2 separate regions of the Mus musculus genome follow, and region 1 is linked to region 2. A link is a contact called in public promoter capture Hi-C data. All regions are on one chromosome and are shown on one strand. The core of a region is the stretch at or near the end of the contact, and the rest is flanking DNA. Distances in the headings are between cores, read along the strand shown.

Region 1 (7,057 bases), core at 3,330-5,829, 34 kb before region 2:
ACACACACAGACAGTTACACACATAGTCACACACAGTCATACATAGTCACACTCATATGCACACGTGTACATGTATACTCATGCTCACATATGTGCACTCACATATACACACATGGACTCACTCACTTGTAGTGACATTTAAATGTTGTAGTGACATTTAAACGTCCTTCAGCATGATTCAGCTGTTACTTTTCAGGCCCCCTGTAACTCAACACTTTTATCCACCTTCAGCCTTCCGTGACTACAGAGACACCATCAAGAAGAGTAAATGACCCCTTTTGTAATGGTCATTCCTGGTTGTCAACTTGATTATATCTGGAATGAACTACAGTCCAGAATCGGAGGGCTCACCTGCGAGATCTCTGAGTCAACCTGGGACAAAGCAAGTCCCAGGTCAAGATGTGGTGGTACACGTCTGGGCCACATCTTCTGCTGGAGGCCTACATAAGGACATTGGAAGAAGGAAGACTCACTCTTATTCACCTGCTTGCTCTTACTTGCCAGGACATCTGTTGGAACCTACTTACTCAGGATTCCAGCCTCTACAGAAGACCAGCTGAAACAACTAGCCTCGTGGGACTGAGCAACTACTAGATTCTTGGACTTCCCGTCCACAGCTGCCCATTGTTGGGGAGTTGTCCTGCAGCACATCTGTTGGAACATCTGTGGGAAATGTTCGTGGGACATTTACATCTACATGTATACTCTTACACACGTGCACAAACGTGAACATGTACACACACATACATATCACACACATGTGTGAAAATGCTTATGTACACAGGAAGAAAGAAAGTAACAAAGAAAGAAAGAAAAAGAAAATGAGTTGGTAACTGGGGGACCCCAGGGTGAATTTCCCACAAAAGGAGTCCAGCCTCCAGGTGAGATACTGAGCAAATGCTTGGACAACCCCACTGTGTAAACCACACAGCCAGCAGCCCCTCATCTGTGGGGTACTTTTTGAGCCTAAAATAAAAGAAATATCTAGAATAGTCTCAAGGGTAAAGGGCTATGGCTTATGACTCCAGGTAACCTCAAGCATGATGCTGGACACCATGCACCAATTAACGAGCCCTGGTTGATAGATTTATTATGGGAAGACGAGTAAGACAAAGCAACGTTTGAGTGCTGCCAAGCCACACTTGGATAGAGCCCACAAACAATAAAATTCTTCATAACTTCTGGTTTAGTCCATCTTCATTGACGCAACACCCAAGGAAAAAACACTGATTCCTTTCCAGTACCTTCAATCCTGTAATGAAAGGCAGTAAAAACCAGCTAGGAGCCTGAAGGAGAGGCTTGGACTATTAAGCTTACAGGTTACCTTGACTTCTTGTAGGAAAGAATACTGTTTTCTGTTTAAAAAGTCCTCTTGAAGTTGAAATAGAAATCTGTTTTGGCAGCATTAATCAACACCAGGGGGCAGGAGCGTAAGCAGAGTCAATACAGCTTTTCTAGGACGGTGGTGGGGCTGGGATGGGGAGGGGTGGGGGCAGCCTGAGAACATTTAAAAAGCTTCCAACGTGGTTCTTGGCACCCAGCTAAGAGTCTCTCTGAATTACTTGAATCTGAAAGCTTGAAAACCTTTTCAAATTTATTTGTTAATTACAGAAGCCTTCTGTGTTCATTGTGTGTGTGTGTGTGTGTGTGGAACCCAAAAAACCAAACCAAAACGAACCAAAACAACAACAACAACAATCTCCAAAAACCACGAAGAAGCAAAACAAAAACATTTTACCACGAGTACTGTCACCATCCCCTAGTAAGCACTAACATTTTGGTGAAGAATATTCTAGAGCCTGTCCCTGCATATCTTTCCCTCCTAAGTAGAATCAAACTGCATTGTTCTTACAGTGTGCTGTTTCATAGCTTTAGCTGGTAATAGTCACCCTTTATCTCAGCATATACGGTTTGCGTAGAGAAAAGGCCTATCCAAGATTCTAGTTTTGGCTCTGACCTAACCAGCCCTTGGCTACCAGCTCTGCTTCCTCCTCGGGGTTTAGATTTATCAACTGTGAAACACAAAGTGTTTGAAGCCAACAATACACAAGGCGCCTCCTGTCTTTATCCTTGTAACTGACCATTAATGAAAGGAAGCCAGAATGGGGCAGACGGCAGTTATCCTGCATGCAGGTTCTGATCCCAGAGAGCCACAACTCTACTTGGAAGGTCCCGGCCAGGTTTCTTGATCTCCTAATGGTTTTCCTTTATCTAAGATGGTATTTATGACAGGCAGTTCCATGTAGGATGCTGTAAGTATTTAACAGATGACATGGTGCGCATGCTTGGCCCATGATAAGACTCAATGAGCCATGCATGGTGGTGACTGCTGCTTCTCTCAGGTACTAACTTTGCTGAGGTGAGAGTAGAAATGAGCACAGGAGGATCGAGTATTGAACTGAGCTCTAACGTGGGATGTTGCTGATACACACAAGTTTATTCCTCAAAGCAAATTTACCATCTCCATATTGCACAACAGGAATCTGAGGCTAGAACTTGCCTGGGTTCAGGTGAGGATTAAAACCCTAAACATTGGCCTTTCACGTGGTCTTGGCCATCTTGAGAGGGGCGTTAGTTCTGCTGTTGGTCAGGTGCTTTATTCAGAAGTAAAGCCCAAGAGAGAGAGAGGGAGAGAGAGGGATGGTCCAGCGGCTAAGAGCACTTGTTACCCTTGGTAGAGGACCAGGGTTTGGTTCCCAGCACCCACGTGGTGGCTTACAACCAATGACAGGGTATCCAGTGCCCACCTCTGACCTCTGAGGGCACTACATGTATGTGGTATGCATACATACAGAGGGGTAAAAAACACTCATATGTCTAATATAAAAATAAATCTTTAAAAAGTCCAATTATCAAGTTTCTTCCTCTGTGATGTTCAGTAGACGTTTCTTTAAAAAAATATTTATTTTAGTTTTACTTTGTGTTGGTTATGTGCACATGTGTGCAGGTCCTGCAAAAGCCAGAGGAGGGCGGTAGAGCCCCTGAAGCTGGAGTTCCAGGCTGTGTATGAGCGCCTGAGCTGGGTGGTACGACCTGCTCTCTGGTCTGTGGAAAGAAGAGCAAGGGACTCCTACCCTCTGAGCCGTTCTCCAGCCCCATAGCATGGTTCTTATTCTTTACTCCATTGTAACAATTCTTGAGTCTGACAGTTACATGACAGAGGAATTTTTTGCACATTCTAATTGGCTTCTAGATAGCCAAGCAGAGCTAGGTCATGGACTTTGTAAAAATAATCAGTATTCATACGCATAGAACAACAAGTAGGGGGAAAAAGGGCCATGAATTTGAAAGAGACCAAGGAACGTAGGAATGTTCGGAGGGAGGAAAGGAAAGGGGGAAGAACAAAAAACAAAAGAAGAAAACAATTTTATATTTGATTAACAGATATGCCTCCCCCCGCCCCTGCGCGTGCGCGCGCCTTGCTCTCTCTCCCCCCAACAGGGTTTCTCTGTGTAACTACTGAAACTCATCCTGTAGATCAGGCTGGCTTCGAACTCACAGAGATCCTCCAGACTCTTGCCTTCAGAGTGCTGGGATTAAAGGCATGCACCACCACACCCGGTCGAACTTTTTAGTTTTTAAAAGTCCAATTATCAAGTTTTTTCCTCTGTGATGTTCAGTAGACGTTTCTTTAAAAAATATTTATTTTAGTTTTGCTTTGTGTTGGTTATGTGCACAGAAGAAAAGAAAGAAATCTCAGCGAAAGCCGCTGGGTGGGTAGGGCATGAAATCAACTGTGATTTTGACCTCTGCCTAAGGATGTCATAACTCAGTCTAGGGATTTGGGCTGTCTGCTGCAATTGGTGACAATGAGCAAGGACAGTAACTTCATGTTGGCCTATAGTTCTCTCTCCCAAGCAGAGAACTGAATAGGTCAGCACATAGTCTCCATTTGCTTATTCAGAGGCAGAGTCTCGCTAGGCTGTACAGACTGGCCCTCTCTGCCTCTGTCTTCAGAGGGAAACACACACACACACACACACACACACACACACACACACGGCCACTTCGTTTCATGGGCTCACGTGTTTTCTTAACATTTGAGTGGCTGTGTGACTTTATTTGTGGAGGAAGAAGAGCCAGCCAACTTCTCTTTGCTTGGGCCAAGGTGCTTGGACACAAAGCAAGGAGCATCACAAGCATTTCAAATAACACAGACACCGGGCGGAGCCACAACTTTCTGAGCTCAGATTCAACTCTGCACAGACCTACGCGTTTCCATAGAAGACCCCGCCAGGCTCGCACAAGCTGCAGAAGGCCAGCTGCGAGCCGTGAGCTACGTGCTGCACGCCAGGCTCCGGGAACACGGCTGGATCCCGCTGGCCCAGGGCTCAGGGACTCTACGGCCGCCTTCCAGCACGCTCTGGTCACATCCAGCCCCGCGGTGATCACGTTCCAGGGGCAGGGGCTCGTGCCCCAGCTGCACAGTGGTTGGTCAGGGCGCACGGCCTTTGATTGGTCGGAGGGACCGGTTCACGTGATCTGGCTTTGATAAGCTGCCTCCCGGTTGCCTGCGGTCAGTCGGCCGGCTGGACCGCGGCGCTGCATCCTCTTAAGTACTGAGTGCGAAGTTGCTCAGGGTGCGGTTGTCGCGGTCGCCGCTGCCTCTCGGTCCAATGAGCTGCACCAGGTAGGTTCAGTGCAACTCTGCGCCCGAATGGAGGGGAGCCTGCAGCTGCGGGGACTTTGGGGGCTTTTGTGGTTTTGTCTTCTCTGCAGATGGGAGACTCCCAGGTTGATGGCTGAGTTGAATCGTCCCGGAGGCTTTGAAGGGATGGAATTTGAGTTGTATTTCTTAGCGCCTGTTTTGGGAATCTACATCTCACAGTAGAAACTGCCTTAGTGAGTCAGTTTTAGCTGGGATTCCTTTGCTGAAGTGACTCTGTTGCCTTTGAGCTCAAAGACCCAAACACTTGGGTGCAGCTTAGTTTTATTGATGAGGTAGTTTAGCCTGTGGCAAAAGGTAGAGGATTTTGCATTTCTTCTTTCCCCACTTCCCCTCTCCTGGTTTGTCATAGAAAATGCAGTCTTAGAGTTTGAGCAAGCTATTATTTTTAACTCTTGGCCAGGACTTAGAATTCCAGGGAAATAGCCCACTACTAAAACTTTCTATAAATGCAGGAGTAAAAAAGGAAAAAAACCAAAAAAACTAAAACAAAAAGAAAAACAAGAACAGCTCAACCAATAAAAAACGAACAACAGCTCCATCAACCAGGCAACCAAGACCATCTCACGAAATGTTGCATCTCCAGTTGTAACTTAGTCCAAGAATTCTCCCTCCCCAAATCCTGCCTCTTAATGGTTGTGAGACAAATAGACTTTGAGGTTTTGTTGCTGGAAGTTTGTAATCCTCTCAGAAAAACCCTAGAGCTATTAAAGTGAGTTCAGTATACATTCTTTACAGGCCACTTTGTGATGATGACCATATACAGGGTGCTGTGCTTAGCACTGGTATGAAGAGAATTCTTCAAGCCAGACTATATTTATGATCAAAATATGTTATATACATATATAAACTGTTAAAGAATAAATAATTAATAAAGCCCCAGACTCCAAAATGGCACCTACTGTATTTCATGTTTCTTTGATTTATAAGGCTGACATTGGAGAGGAAAAACCTAATTCTGTAAGTGTGGAATTATAGTGTGGTTCAAGGGAAAGAAAGGCCAGAAAAGTCTTGATGGATGGTTCTTTGTTTGATGCAAACTATTGTTATTGCCTTCCTACTTGTAAATAGGACCTGCTCAACAACAGGAAACATCATAGAAGCCCAAACCAGTAGATGCTATAATTCCATCAGTCAAAGATAATGAACATCTTAGTGTTTTCCTTTGTAGTTTTCAGTATTTATAAATTCATATATCTTCAGTGTATTTTAAAACAGCTCATTTTCTGGTTATCAGTTTTTAAAACTACTTTATGTTGTGTATATATAATGTACACTGCAGGCTACAAGACAGAGCTATAGTAAAGTGGTTATTACTGGTCAGAATGAACAAGTCTGTTATCCCTGCAGGTAGCTATTCCCTTTATAGTTGGACCTGTCATGGGCATCTTTCTATATGAACTGTAGATTGTTTAAAGTTTTTCCTTTAGTCTGTGAGATGTTGGCTGGTGTTGCAGTTGGTCATTTGTGAAAAAATGAGGATGACTGTGATAAAATGAAAAAGTCATTCTTTCTTTTAACAAGCGTCACCTACTGTCACTCTAAGGACAGCATGACATTTTAAGAATTGCTTCATTTATTGTTTCCCAAGTGGATTACTTCTCCTGAGAAGTAAAACCGGTTCGAGAGCCAAAATAGGAAACAGCAGCCAGAGGGAGCGAGAGGCTGGGACTGTGATAATGGAAGAAGCTGTCTGGCCAATGGACTCTTTTGGGGGAAGCTTTAAGAACATATTTACCTTTCTGGCTCCATGCCATGAAGCTCTACTGTAGTGGTTTTAAGTCCCCGGAATCTGAATTTTTTTTTTCTAAAGGAAAGAAACTTCTCAGGTCTTGTTGATCTGACAGGTTTAAGAACCACTGGCCCAGAACAGAGTACATAATTCCAAGAGCTGTGTCAGACTTGTTCAGATAGAGCCCTCTTGTTTCTCAGATGGAGAAACTGAATCCTCTCTGAGTGTTTCAGGCAGTTTACACATGGGCCCAGCAGCCTGCCAAGCACAGAGCTAGACTGTAGATCTCATCACCCCAGTGCTCTCCTTTTCTCCACGTGATAGCACCTCTCTGCACTGGAGTACTAGTGTGTGTGCATTTGGGACCAGGGGAAGACGACTCCAGACCTCGGTGATTACCACTGTTTTTTTTTTTTTTTTCTCATTCCAGAATGATCCATGTGCTAGATCCACGTCCTTTGACAAGTTCCGTCATGCCCGTGGACATGGCCATGAGGATTTGCTTGGCTCATTCACCACCTCTGAAGAGTTTCCTGGGTCCTTACAATGGTTTTCAACGAAGAAATTTTGTGAATAAATTGAAACCTTTGAAACCATGTCTCAGTGTCAAGCAGGAAGCCAAATCGCAGAGTGAGTGGAAGAGCCCACACAACCAAGCC
Region 2 (7,380 bases), core at 1,119-3,618:
ACAGACACCTTCCTTATAGACTTCCCAGCTCAGGTCCTACTTCCTATGTAAGTGATAACTTTCCCCACAATTCTCAAATCACAGTAGAGGCTTAGAAGGGTTGGTATGTGTCTAAAGAGTCAATGTGTATGCATTTATCCCTCCCTCCTCCCCTTTCATCCAGATCTGCCTCCCTTCAGTCTCTTAGACAAGCTTCCAGGAGGTAACAGCAAAACATAACAAAATAAAATATAATAAAACCCTTTCGTATTGAAGTTGGGCAGGTCAAACCAACAGAAGGAAAAGAGCCCAAGAGAAGGCACAAGAATCGGAGATCCACCTGTTCCCAAAAAAATCCCATAAAAGCACAAATGAGCAGCCCTAGTGTATATGCAGAGGACCAGGTGCAAGCCCTGTGTGTGCTGCCTCAGTCTCTGTGAGTTCATATGAGCTTTGCTCGGTTGATTCAGAGGACCACGGTCTGCTGGGGTCCTCCTTCCTCTCTGGATCTTTCCACCTCCGTTTCCACTGGGTCCCTGAGCTCTGAAGGGAGGGATTTGATGGAGACTTTCCATTTAGGGATGAGTGTTCCAAGGTCTCTCACTCTCTGTGTAATGCCTGATTCTGGATCTCTGCATTTGTTCCTGTCTGCTGTAGGAGGAAACTTCTCTGAAGATGGCTGAATAAGGAATTGATATACGAGTGTAGCAGAATATCAATGGGAATCATATTATCAGTACATTTTTCTTCCTCTCTCTCTTTCTTTTCTTTTCTTTTCCTTTTTTTTTTTTTTTTTTAGAACAGTTGTATTTGTTTTTCCCTGGGTCTTTGGACTATCTAGTCTCTGGTGGTCACCTAACCAGTGTTGTAAATGGCTTCCATCTCATAGACTTTAAGTCAAATCAGACATTGCTTAGTCCCACAAGCTTTGTGCCCCCATTGCTCTAGCATTCCTTGCAGGCAGGACACCATTGTAGATCAAAGCGTTGTGGCTGGCTTAGTTTTTGTTTCTCTTTTGGTATCATGAAGAGTATTTTCATGTACCAAAGACGCTAGAGCATAGAATCCCAGTGCTCTTATGATAAGATGGGAGACAGAGACAGGATACTTCCCATGGCTTACATGGCTAGAGAGCATGTCACAGGCCCAGAAAAACAGTAAAGGAATCCTGTCTTGAGCAAGGTGGAAAGGTTAGGGTTAGGGTTAGGGTTAGGGTTAGGGTTAGGGTTAGGGTTAGGGTTAAGGTTAGGGTTCAGGTTAGGGTTGTTCTCTGACCATCACTTGCTTGCTGGGCCACTTTCATACCCACACTCATGACTACCCCCCCCCATGCCTATTTTACAACCACATACCCACCCAAGCCTTCTGACACACAAATATAAAAATAAAACAAATACAAGAAAAACCATCAGAAATCAGGCTGGAGAGAGAGCTCCATCAGTGATGTGCTCTCCTTGCAAGCGTGAAGACCTGAGTTCAGCCCCCAGAAACCGTGTAAAAAACACTTGGGCACTGTGGTCTGCACTTGTAGTCCCAGCATTGTGTCGATGGTGATAGGCAGTTCCCTGGGGCTCACTGGCCAGCAGGCCTAGCCTAATGGATCAAGGATAGGATGGCGAACATGAAGAATTTGGTACTTGAATTTGGTCTCGGCATGCATGAGCACCCTACCTCCAGCAAAACAACACAGAACAAAACAGAACCTCAAGAAGCCTAGTCATTTGTCACTATTGACTCTCCGAATAACACATGGGGCCATTCTGCTTGACAGAGTCACCTAGGAGCACAGTGCTAGTCTTAAATTTTGATGAGAAGCTGATGTTGAGTTTTAGATTTTTTTTTTTAAGGGAGATCAAGAAGGATATAGATTTTTTTCCCCAAAATAGTCCCCACCGAGGCAAAAGAGCAAAAATGCCTTCAAGAACCAGCACATATTGTTAGTTTGTGAGGTGGGCCATGCCTGTGTAGTAGCAGGGTGGTATATCTAAAGACAGGGAAATTCAATCTTTAAAAGGCCACCAGTGTCACTGTGCACACGAGTCTCTGGTGAATCCCGTAGCAGGCTGTCATCTTGAGGTCCTGATGGAAATGGTTGGATTTAGATTTCAGAGCCAGAAGACTATAGGAAAAACCCAGACTGGTGCCAAGTTCATTCCCTACAGGCAGATAACCTGAACCACACTAAATTCAGAGAAGATGCCAGCCTGTTACTGTCTTTAATTCGCAAGACCAGGAAGCAGAAATTTGAGTCAAGGAACAAACAAGTGATTTCTCTCAAGAGGCCTCTCAGACTTAGCAGGGATGCTGTCAATCATCATTGGAAGGGCTCTCTGATTTCCTAAAGTGGGCAAGCAGAACTCCGATATCTCAAAGGGCAACTGTAACTGTGGTTGTTCTTTGGCCAGAAATCCTGCTCCCTAGAGTCAAGCCCTCTTGACTTTGTGTCGGCCCACAGCCTACACTGGAATCCTTCAGCTTGCTCTTGTTTGGGGTTGATCTGAATTGAGTTGCTCTCAGAAGATCCTCTGCTGTATTTGGGAATTCGTGAAACCTCCGCCAGGAAGACACACAGCCACATTTGTGATTCTCCCAAAGCTCTGCTCCTGCTGGACTTCAAGTCTGTTTGTTTTCACAGAAGCCAATCTGGGTGTGCTAGGGTCTGATAACATCTTTCTGTAAGAGACAGCCACGTTCTGAAGTCTCACTTGTATTTAGAAATCCTTGGCAGTCGTGGAAGTATTTATATTTGGGGCTAAAAAGATCAGCCGAGACTTGGTAAACAAACAGATGGACATGAAACTGGAAGCTAAGAGAAGAATTGCAGCTTTGACAAATCACAGCCCGATTTGGAAAGGAGATGTCTTAATTTAAATACCTTGGAATAAAGGCTCTGCAGTGGGTCTCTGGGCAAACCACTGGAGGTAGCAGAGGTAGCACTGTGTGCTGCAGTGGATCCTGTCTCAGACCACTAAATTAATCTTTCATCAAAACAGCTCCCAGATTCTGAAAGAGGGTTTTCATTTTAAAAAGAGAACTTGCTTGCAGAACCTGGTTGCATCTCTTACATAATTCAGGAGCATTTTCCCCATTGGGCCAACATTCCTGGTGTTTCAGTTTACCACCCACAGCCTTAACCATCGTAGCTAGACTGATCTAGATTCCTGGAGAAGCCACAGGATTATTGGAAAGCGTCCATATTTTTCATTTACATCCACCATCTTTCTTATCCTTCTGACTTCTGCTTCAGGGAGTGCGACCCTGTAGGAGTCTGTCAGCAACATTAGGATTACAAATAGCTGTCTGTCTGTGCTGGTTTGGCTTCCAGTTAGAAATGAATTGAGATGAATAAATCCAGGATCTGCAGGCTTTTTTGTCTGTTTGTCCTTAGTTAATCAAGGAGAGGGGTGGTTTTCTGCTTCAAATGGTCTTCTGACTCTGGTGTGAGTGGAGCGGTAGGTGGTCATGCCTGAGACCGGTAGGTGGTCTCCTCTGTGCATATCCCTAACAGTCTCCGAGTGTGAGTGCTGGCTTTGTGCCAGACCCTGGGCTAGACCCTAAAGGTTCCCAAGTGCCTAGAGCCAGGCACAAATCCTGCCTTGGTGTGAGTGCAACTGGTTCATCATGCGCTAGCCTTGGGTATCATGAGGAAAACCCACTGGTACAGGGGAGTTCTGCAGGGAAGCCCACCATAGCTCAGGGGGATTGGCAGGCTGAGATCTGAAGATAATGTACACAAGGAAGAGTCAGGTAGCCAGGTGAAAAGGTGGGTAGGTTGAGTAGGTTCCGAGGAGAGTGAGGATCATGCTTGCGTGTGAAGTCCCATCTGCTCACCCTAGGAAAGTATTTCAGTTTTATAAGCCTACAAATTCCAACAGTCCTCCAGGGCCGTTTCCAAAGCTCCTTTCTGAAGTTTTCCTCCAGCCGGAACGTCCCCCTGTCCTGTGAGAACTTGTTTTATACAATAGATATAACATTATAAACTTTGTGCTTCAGAGAGACTGAATATGATTATACAGACAGGATGTCTTGAGTTTAAATCCTGACTCAACGATCTGTTGGCTGTGTGACCTTGTGAAAATTGCTCATCATCTCTGAACTTCAGCTTTGTCAGTTGTAGAATGAAGATAAGAAAAGCGTCTTCCTCGTGGATTTTATGGGAGGGGATTTCACGGGAGGGTCTGATAGTTAGCAGGTAGCCTGTCCATTCCAGTGCCTGCTACAGAGCAAGCCCTTACTACTGTTTTACCATGTACAACTATCGATGTAACCCTATCAGCTAGTTCTTTTTTTTTTTAAAGATCTATTTATTTATTTTATGTGTATGAGTACACACTGTAGCTGTACAGATAGTTGTGAACCTTCATCTGGTTGTTGAGAATTGAATTTAGGACCTCTGCTCACTCCAGCCCAAAGGTTTATTTGTTATTACAAGTAAGTACACTGTAGCTGTCTTCAGACCAAATGGTTGCTCTCTCCCACCCTGGTCTTAAGACACCCTGCGGTCTTAAGACACTCCAGAAGGGAGGGAGTCAGATCTTGTTAAGGATGGTTGTGAGCCACCATGTAGTTGCTGGGATTTCAACTCAGGACCTTCAGAAGAGCAGTCAGTGCTCTTACCCGCTGAGCCACCTCACCAGCCCCCTATGAGCTAGTTCTAAACACGTCTATCTTCTTATTGGTTTTGCCCATGTACTCAGTGTTGGCTAGGCTCCATTCAGGAAGCTAACCTAAATGATTTAGTTTAGCAATTGTTCTGGAAGATAGGGCAGCCTTCAGTGTCAGTGTTGCTGTATGTATTTAAGTGTCTAGGAATTCTATGAAGGCACAGTTCCAGCTCAGCTGATGGGAGGTGAGACTCAAACCTCTGTGTTAACATGGAGTACCAGGGTGATTTCCATGCAGTTGCTTCATCCTGAGGAGTGAGGGGCCACACCATCTCTTTGCTCTTTTGGGACTACTTAGACTCTGTTGAGCGAGCCTGTGTCTTAGGGTTTCATTGCTGTGAAGGGACACTACGACCATGGCAACTCTTATAGGACAACATTTAAGTGGGGCTAGCTTACAGGTTCAGAGGTTCAATCCATTATCATTAGGGCGGCAAGCATGGCAGTGTCCAGGCAGGCTTGGCTCTGGAGGAGCTGAGAGTTCCACCTCTTGTTCTGTAGGCAGGTCAGAGAATACTGGCTTCCAGGCAGCTAGAAGGAGAGTCTTAAAGCCCATGCCCACAGTGACACACTTCCTCCAACAAGGCCACACCTCCTAATAGTGCCATTCCCTGGGCCAAGCGTTTTCAAACCACCACAGCCAGGAACACTAAGAAGAAGGAGGGGGCTTGCTCCACACTCTGCTTTATGTATGGAACTTCATGGTCCATCCCCTTCTTGCCTGGCCCAGGGCCACTCAGTTGATGTGAGGGGTTTGTCATCAGTGTACCAAGAGTGATCCAGTCCTGGGGGACCACATCAGGCAGGGTTCTCTACAGAGAATGACATTGATATATTCTGAGGGACAGTAGGCATGTGGCATGCTGGCATGCAGTTGTTGGCAAATGACAAGAACCAATACCGAAGTTCCCAATCTGAATTTTACCTGGCAGACCAGTGAACCGGAAGCTTAGGCTAAACTTCTTAAGGCGGAAATCCTGTTCTAGGAAGTCCGGGAGCATAAGGACAATTATGCAGACCCTGGGCTGTTGTAACTGTTGACTTGTGTTTCCTTTGGCCTGAAACGTGTGTTGAGTCCTGGCCCATAGTGCCTCAGAACATGACGTGGCTTGGAAACAGGCCCTTATTGATGAACTTAAGCTAAGACAATGCGTTTAGAATAGTGGTGATGGTGTTGCTTGATCTAATATAAAGTGTCTTTATAGACGGCAGAAATTCAGATGGCAACAGGCACAGATAGAAGGGAGATGGTGGGAAGGGACAGAAAGGTTACAGAGTGAGTGATAGGCCACAAGCTCTGAAACTCCTGGGACCAGGAGAAGCTGGGAGAGGTAAGGGAACATTCCCTCTTGAGTAGGTTTTGGGTAAGATGCCTTGGTTTCAGGCTTCAGTGCTCCAAAATAGCGTGATGCCAACTTTCCATTGTCTTAAGGTGACAATTTGTGGCATGTTGTGATGGTATCTCTAGAAAGCCAAGACAGAGGCTCTGAACCCTAGTTGTTTCTTGTTTTGTTTCTTACTTTGGTTTGGTTTATTGAGACAGGCTCGCACAGTGAAGCTGGCCTTAGTGTCCTACCTCTGACTCCCGAGGGCTGGGATCAGAGCCATGAACCACCACACCCAGATAATAATTTTAGTCTTTTAGGTCATGCCTCTGAGTTGTTCTGCTGCATTTGGGTGTGAAATGAAGATTCCAGAGGCCTGGGTGTTGTCTTGGGGAGTGTCCTGTTGGCTGGGGTGGGGTGTTTAACTAACCTTCATTCCTCTGAGAGATGTAACACGTTCCCTGAACTCAGCAAGCAGCTAGAAACTTAATGAAGAAAGGGGCAGAACACTCCCCTTTAAGCCACCTTGTGAATCTGATCCAACACTTAAGTATCAAGTGTCTGTTAATGTCCAAAGTCTCTAAATTTGGAATTCGTGGGTGTAGGCAGAAATGGAGCACGTAAGTCCCATCTTAGGTAAATTCGGGGAACAATAGGAGGCTGAGAGCAGGACTCTGGACCTCAGCACTGCTCGCTTTGGGTCCTGCTTGCAGTGTGGTTGCAGGCTAGCTGCCGGCCTCCCATCCTTGCTTATACGTTGGGATTGCCTACAGGAAATGCTAATTGTTAAAGCAGTGGTTCTCAGCCTTCCTAATGCTGAGACCCTATAATTCAGTTCCTCAACCTGTTGTGACTCCCAAACATTCAATTATTCAGTTGCTACTCTATAACTGTCATTTTGCTACTGTTATGAATTATAGCATAAATATCTGATATGCAGGATATCTGATATGTGACCCCTGTAAAAGAGTGGTTCCACCCTCCAAAGGGGCCTAGACCCACAGGTTGAGGACTGCTGTGTTAAAGGCTGGATTACATTGATTGAGAGTTTCTGCTGCAGTAGGTCTGGCACGTGGCTGGAGGAATTTCATAGTGAGTTTCCAGGTGATGAAGATGTCATCAACCTCTGGACCAGCACTCTTAAAGCTGCCTGCCTTAGTCTCTCTAAGCCTCTGTTTTCCGGCCTGCACAATGGGGTTTGCGATGTTTCCCATTTGTATAGTTGTGGGTTTTAGTGAGGAAACCACACAAGCAAAGCGCTTATAGCACACTGCTGTTTGGAAGGCTCAGTCAGTGCCAGTGTGCAAAGCTTTGGCTGTGATTGATATAAACTTCAGTGTTGCTTTTGAGAAGTCTCTCCAGTGTGTCTCCAGGTCAGGAAGCATCTAAAGATGACCGTGTGGATGCTGTGC

What was found. Promoter capture Hi-C pulls out the DNA fragments that hold promoters and counts their contacts.
Region 1: a contact with region 2 is called in a promoter capture Hi-C map of 3T3-L1-derived adipocytes, with 4 times the contacts expected there. A contact is called at or near these places in 11 of 39 promoter capture datasets (the 3T3-L1 cell line, 3T3-L1-derived adipocytes, cranial neural crest and 6 more), 16 of 484 Hi-C or Micro-C datasets (the HL-1 cell line, Sertoli cells, brown adipocytes and 6 more), 8 of 130 datasets of targeted methods (astrocytes, embryonic stem cells, heart atrium and 4 more) and 1 of 9 other capture datasets (adipose tissue).

What each region holds. Positions count from the first base shown.
Region 1 is chr19:36,734,126-36,741,182 of GRCm38.p6, reverse strand. It overlaps Ppp1r3c (protein phosphatase 1, regulatory subunit 3C), which reads left to right and starts at 4,579. Exons shown (of 2, transcript NM_016854.2): 1 at 4,579-4,630; 2 at 6,829-7,057. The coding sequence starts at 4,617.
Region 2 is chr19:36,697,304-36,704,683 of GRCm38.p6, reverse strand. No RefSeq gene overlaps it. Among named protein-coding and RNA genes, the nearest start is that of Hectd2os, 12 kb to the right of the region's middle.